Linked DNA regions of Mus musculus: region 2 is linked to region 1. A link is a contact called in public HiChIP or PLAC-seq data. All regions are on one chromosome and are shown on one strand. Each heading gives the region's core, a stretch centred on a gene start, on an enhancer-like site or on the middle of the called end of the contact. The rest is flanking DNA. Distances are from core to core; before and after follow the strand shown.

Evidence for each region. HiChIP or PLAC-seq counts read pairs in DNA pulled down with a chosen protein or histone mark.
Region 2: an H3K27ac HiChIP or PLAC-seq map of large pre-B cells shows a contact between it and region 1, with 5 times the contacts expected there. The contact joins two enhancer-like sites. A contact is called at or near these places in 6 of 484 Hi-C or Micro-C datasets (B cells, cerebral cortex, embryonic stem cells and 3 more), 1 of 115 datasets of contacts at active chromatin or transcription factors (large pre-B cells) and 1 of 9 other capture datasets (embryonic stem cells).

What each region holds. Positions count from the first base shown.
Region 1 is chr11:82,251,029-82,254,445 of GRCm38.p6, reverse strand. No RefSeq gene overlaps it. Among named protein-coding and RNA genes, the nearest start is that of Ccl1, 73 kb to the right of the region's middle. Within about 2 kb of position 1,860, at least 11 of the 459 cell types and tissues checked have an H3K27ac peak or open chromatin away from gene starts, as enhancers often do.
Region 2 is chr11:82,677,168-82,680,584 of GRCm38.p6, reverse strand. No RefSeq gene overlaps it. Among named protein-coding and RNA genes, the nearest start is that of Gm11426, 46 kb to the right of the region's middle. Within about 2 kb of position 1,849, at least 10 of the 459 cell types and tissues checked have an H3K27ac peak or open chromatin away from gene starts, as enhancers often do.

The DNA.
Region 1 (3,417 bases), core at 611-3,110:
GGATGGTCTGTCAGGACACCCGGCCTCTGGCCCATGCTCTCCTCAGGCTCACATCTATGCTACCTGGAGCTGACCGATCCTTTCCTCTCCCAGATCCTTAGTTTCTCCCCATACTAAGATGGTGATGCACTAGCTACAGCCCTGCTATGCCCTCCACACTGGTTTGAGATCAGCTCTGATGATGGGTCTAAAAGTGCTTTGTAAGCGAGACGACCAAGCTAGGGCCCATTAGGACTGTTAATATTAGTATGCATACTTGGCTACTGGCCACAGAGCAGATGAACAAGGGGTATGGAGAGCAAGGACCGGCTCAAGCTTTTACAGTTTGCAGAAAAAGTCAGGGATGGCAACTCTCCGCGGAATCATTTCCAAGGTACTGCAGGAGGATCCCCTAGGGGCTTCAGCAAAGGAGCAGTATACAGGCAGGCAAGTAGAGGTCAGGATCTCTCTTCTCCCAGCAGGGACAGTAGCAAAACATATTGGCTTTCACAGACAAGGTGGCCTCCTCTATGGGCACAGATAGGAATGAGGGCCTGGGCAGGGCTGATTGCTATAGGACCCATCACAGGCCAAGGCTCACTTTTTCTGCTCTGCACAGCCACTCCACCTGTTGGAAATTAACCCAAGGACTAGCCAGGTAGAAGGGATAAGGCCTGAGGCCAGTTCCCCACCCCTACCCCAGCATTCACCAAGTCTTTCTCCCATATATTACCAGTTTCAAAATAACTGTGTACAGACTTGGTTCGTGTCCTAGGCTAGTCATTCATGCATTCATTCATTCAGACGTCCAGGAGAGCTTCTGAAATTGCTAAGATGTGCTGGGCACTGTGCCAAGCAGCAGCCCCGAGATGAATGAGACCCTGTCCTTGTTGTAAAAAGGCTCAGAGGCTGCTGTGGAGACAGAAGACAGACCTGCAAACAGGCACTGTGTGGCTTGGGGACATTCCAGGGCCTGGATGTGGGGTAGGAGTGGACCTTCAGAGAGAAATCCCTGAAGGAAGCCGAGCTTGAGCTCAGCTGGAGGAAATCTATCTGTCGGCATCCTCAGTACTGAGTTGGTGGGATCATTCTGGCTCTTGTCTGACAGAGAAGGAAGCACTGGGAGAAGGAGAGCCTGAGGTTTGATGGAGCTCTTATCCCAGCGGATCCTACGTGCCCAGGAACCTTCCATACCCTACCTTGAAGGTTAGGAGTTAGGATCTCAAGATGGGATTTGATTCACAAGTCAGCCTCAAATGGGCTGTACTCCCAAGCCCCCTTCCTGAAGAAGAGGACAAGGTTTCCAGGAGACTGTAAGATGATGGTGGTGAATGATGCTCTGGAAGGGGAAGAGCACACTCTCATGACTCAGAGTTTTTAAATTGGTTTTTAAGAGGGGTTTCATGCACCCATTGGGACTGGAGCCTGGGAGCAGAGCTTAGGCTTGTTCAATCACTGGGAGGCTCAGGGATGTTGATGTATGGAACGATTGCACCTTGGACTTTGTACAGGAAGGCCTGCGCACTAGAGGCCCCACTGTGCACATGCAGGCTGAAGTGTACCTCTCACCCTGTGCCCGGCATCTCAGCATCACCGCATCATTTATGCTTCACACCCGAATCCCCTGAGCATCCTGAAGAACCCCCACATCATACCTACTCTGTTCCTGGGCGAGACACTATTGGTGCCTATGTCATAGCTAATATACAAACCTGGATGCTGACTTAGACAAACGCCCATCCAGGCAGATACCTTTGGCTAAGTAGACTTAGATGAGTGCTGGCATAAAGAGTCTGGAAGCTGCACCTGTTAGATGCAAGCTAGGGGCTGATCAGGCCACACCTACCGGCAACAGCCTCCTTCTCACAGCTGCTGTGAAGAAAATGACAAGCCCTTGATGAGAGCCTCTCAGTGAATATGTGACCCTTCAACATACTCCCCAGGTGCACAGATCCCAGGAGAATGGCAAGTAATAGTCTCATTTCTCTAAGGACATCAGAATCTGGGCCATGAAAGGGTTACTGTAAAAAGGGCACCATTCAGCTAGATGTGTGCACTTCCCCACTTCCCCCACCTCTTTGGAGTTTTATGTTCCTTCCCTCAGATTACAGGCAGGGCACATGCTGTGAACTATTCACAGAGCATGAAACTTCCTTCTTCCTCTGGGACCCTTAAGAAGAGACCTACCTAGTTAACTCTGGCTCAGGGGCCAGAGGTCTCTCCTCCAAAGCCCCTGCCATTCTGTTGTCCATCTGTCCACCTGTGGTGTCAGTAACTCTTCTGATAGACCTCCTATCTCAAAGGACAATCCATTCACCCCGTGTCCCCCTCGAACCACAAACCCAGGAACTGTCATCAGCATGTGAGGGAGAGGGAGAGGACATTCTAGGGGCCTCTAGTAGAAAGCATGTTAGCTGCACAGGGAAGGGTGATGGGTCTTGTTTAAGCCTAAACAAAGAGGCAAGGTGGGTTTGGGGAGCCTTGAGAACATCAGTGGCTGAGATCTGAGGTGGGACTAGAAATGCTAAGTCATTGTTACTGGAGCACCAGCTTTAGGTCAGGAGCCAGATGGTCACAGATGGTCCTTCTCCAGTGTCTGGGGCTCCAAGAGTATAGCTAGTGTTGACTTGCCAAGTGTGACCACTGGCTATATCTAACTAAGCTTGCTGTAGAGGAGGCAGATGATGAATCTACAGCCTAGATGTGGGGCCTGGAGAGGCTGGTGGGAGTGAGTTAGGAGAAAGGGTAAGGAGGAAGTGTGGGGGACAGAGGGGAGAGAGGGGGAGGGGGAGAGGGAGAGAGAGAGGGGGCCAGAACAGCAAGCACACATACACATGGGTGAGATCCTAGGGAACATTCTGTAAGAGCGGCTCTAGCAGGTTTGATATTACACTGCTGGACCACCCCGTCCCTCCTTTGTCTTCAGAGGGAGGAGGGTGTCTGGGCAATGCTCACAGAACACCTACTGTGTGCTGCACAGGAAACAAAGGGAAGGGGCTATTCATCTGACACTGTAGTGTGCCTGGGGCACAGCTGTCAGGCAGTTGCTAGGGTGGACCCCATTACACGGAGAGACAATGGGGTGTATGTAAGTGGTGATTTGCTCAAATTCCAGGAGGATTCCGCAAGAGTCCCTGCAGCCTATACTTGGTCACTGTGGCGTTGGGGGTTTGGGTGGGAAGCCTAAGCTTTCTGACATGTGTCCTCCGCACAGCCCAGGCACTGCAAGAGATGATAAACACTGGAGTCCTGCTTTTTCCCACTCTCAGACCTGGATGTCCACACATGTTCTTCACACACACTGAGGGGCTCCAGCCCCCCCCTTTTTTTAACTGTCCCTATCTTAGGTATCAAGGGACTTTATAACAGAAGAACACAGGCCCAGGTTATGTTTGTGTGACTGGGAGAAGAGACCTGAGGCTGGGAACACAAGAGGAT
Region 2 (3,417 bases), core at 600-3,099, 430 kb before region 1:
CATGAGAGACTTGACACAAGGTCTGGAGCTAAGTGGGGGCAACCTGACTGAGACTTTGGCAATGATGAGAACAGTTCAATACCTGTCTTGTGCTTACAACCTTTTTTTTTTTTTTTTTTTTTTTTTTTGTCTTCTCCTCTGGTCTTAGTGATGTGTTAACCCCCAACATATTCTGGTGGCCTTGATGTATAGGAGCCTAAGACCCACAATGGGGCAGAAACCACGGGACTTCTAATGCATGAATCCTGAGAATGGTCTCTATAGGAGGCTTGAAAGCCTAGGTAGGCAGAGAGGGTTAAGTGCTGCGTTCTTCTCTTGTGGTACCCACAGACCTCGTGGTCTTCTCCCTCTCCTTCGCCTCAGCAATATAAGATCAAAGGCTGTAAATTATTCATTCACAGTTGAGTGGAGTACGTTTCAAAGTCAAGGCTGCTGGGTATTTCTTCCTAGAACCACCAAGGGCAAAGACCCACATTTTCAGGTATACCAGTTCCATTCAGTTGCAGCCTGAAGGCTTGGAGTCTCTCTTACCTCACCCCTGGCTCCCACCACTCTCGTTTCTTTCCCAACCTTTCCCTGCCCCAATTCTACACTTACAGCCCCAGACCTGCCCTAATGGAAGCCAATCTTAGCTGTCCTCCAAACTGCCTGTCAGGGGCCGGGGTCTGAGACTACCGTGCCCTGTGGAGGTGGGAGGATAACCTACAGGCTGGAAAACAGGGCAAGCCGCAATGCCAACTGCCACACAATGGATTTGTGTTCTTGCACACAGCGGACATTCTTCTCAGCATCTTCTGTGGGGTATCCTTTTTAGTCCCTACCTCGACACTATGTGGTAGGCACCAATTCCATGCTGATTGGACAGAAAAGGAGCCCTGAGCTAGGAGAAAGCAAAGGATGCAGATTGGAAGAGGCAGAGCTGGGGCCCAGTGTGAGTGATGCTGGAGACAGTACCATGTGTCCTGAAGTGAGGGTGCTTCCACCTATCCTTATACCCACCCAGGTACAGAGAAAGGAACTGTGGTTTTGAGAACCTAAGCGACTGATTTGTTTCACACAGGATCAGAATGCAAGCCACACGGACTAGAAGGCCATATTGGTTTGCGTTATCCATACCTCTATGAGACCAAAGGACTGAACGATACTCTACACATCCTTGGAGCAGAGGAATAGGAAGAGATCCTCAAAAGGTCCAGACAGCTCACCCTGTGTGTGTTGGGATGGGGTGGGGTGCAAAGCACACTGGATGTCCTTGGAATTCATTGAGAGTGAACTTCCACACGTGTGTCTGGGACACGGATTAAATCTAAAGCCTTCGCCATTTCAAGACTTGGAAGAATCAACAAAGGATGAAAACAAATGTATGTTCTCCCAGCCTTTGCTTACTAGCGAGCTTATCTCCGAGGAGCAGGCTAATCACGGCACGCAGCGCCCATGTGGGGCTAATGCGCTTTGTTGTAAGTTTTATTTGATTACAACAGCAAAAGGCTGTTTGAGACTTAGGGTGCAGCTGTATGGCTGCTTGATCGAAAACAAACAAACAACAACAACAAAAAAATAGAAGCAGAGGGACCAGCAGGGACCAGGAGTCTCAGATAATGAGGCTGGTGCTTAAGAGTAGGTTAATCAGCAGAGGCCCTGTGCTGGGTCCTTAGTAGACAGAGGCCATGCTGCCTTAATGGCTCTCACAGCGGCCTGGGGCTTCTTTCATGCAGCAGTATTAGATCAAGATTTGGGCCATTCATGGGGATGAGGCTGAAGGGGAACGGGAGAATAGGAGGGGCTGCCGAGCGTGACTCTGATGACCGGTGGTGCATGCTTCCTTTCCTCATGCGTGCCCGCACATGCGTGTGTGCTTGTGTGTATGCTGTTCGGATGGAACCCAGGCCTTGCTCGCTTACACAAGCTAGGCAAGCACTCTGCTTCCGTGCTAGCTAGTTTTATGCCAACTTGACACAACGAAAATCATCTGAGAGGAGGGAACCTCAATTAAGAAAATGCAGCCCTAAGATGTCAAGCCTGTAAAGCATTTTCTTAATTAGTGATCGATGGGGGAGGGCCCAGCGCATTGTGGGTGGGGCCAGCCCTGGGCTGGTGGGCCTGGGTTCTATAAGAAAGCAGGCTGAGCAAGCCATGAGGAGCAGTACCCTCTATTGCTTCTGCGTCAACTCGTGTTCAGGTTTCTGTTGTGTTTGAGTTTGTAGCCTGGCTTCCCTCAATGATGGACTATTACCAGGAGCTGTAGGCTGAAATAACCCCTTTCCTCCCTAGTGGCTTTGGTCATGGTGTTTCATCACAGCAATAGTGACCGTAACCAAGACAATTGCCTTGCTCCTGCTCAAGCCTTGTTTTGTTTTACAGACAAAATAAAATCCCCCAATTTTCCTCTGACCAATCTGACTTGGTTTTGTTCGTTTTCAGAAGGGTTTCTTTGTGTAGCCCTGACTGTCCTGGAACTCACTTTGTAGACCAAGCTGGCTTCTAACTCAGTGAGGCTGTCTCTGCTTCCTGAGTGCTGGAATTAAAGGCGTGTGCTACCATCGGCTGGCTTGGCCTCTCTCTCTCTCTCCCTCTCTCCCTCCCTCTCTCTCTCTCTCTCTCTCTCTCTCTCTCTCTCTGTGATTCTTGGCTGGCTCCGGAACTTGCTTTTGTGCCCAGATTGGCTACCAACTCACGACAATCCCCTCTGGTGCTGGGACAGCAGACGTGTTCCTTCATGTCTGGTTAATGAGGGGGTTTGGGGTGTCAGCTCCATACGCGTTGTGCCACGAGTCTACACAGCAGCCTTACCAAGCAAGCGTTTGAGCTCATTTTACAGATGAGCAAACAGAGTTTTGGTCAAGTGCTCTCTGCATAGGGTAGTGGTGGGGACTGGGACTCTACATTGTACTCATTGGGGGCCTGTATCCTTCTGGCCAGGCTGGCTGCAGTAGTGTGTTTCATTGAGGTTCTAGGTGTAGCAGGAGAGACTCGTGCTGATCCAGGCTGCTCTACTCAGCTTCCTTGGGGCCTCTCAGGGGGAAGAAAGCAGAATGGACAGGGGGTGGGGGTCAGGGGGGATTTGTCCCAGACTGTGTGATACCAAAGAAGTGACTGGCTGGGCGGTGGTGGCGCATGCCTTTAATCCCAGCACTTGGAAGGCAGAGGCAGGCGCATTTCTGAGTTCGAGGCCAGCCTGGTCTACAGAGTGAGTTCCAGGACAGCCAGGGCTACACAGAGAAACCCTGTCTCAAAAAACAAAAAAACAAAAACAAAAACAAAAACAAAAACAAACAAACAAACAAACAAAACCCAAAGAAGTGACTGGATGACTCTAATCTATGTCTCCAAAGTGTTCCTGACCTTCCTCCCATGGTCATTGTGCGTAACTGCCATCTGTGAGGGGCTGTCCAACTGTTTACCTAGGAGGTGGTAGTG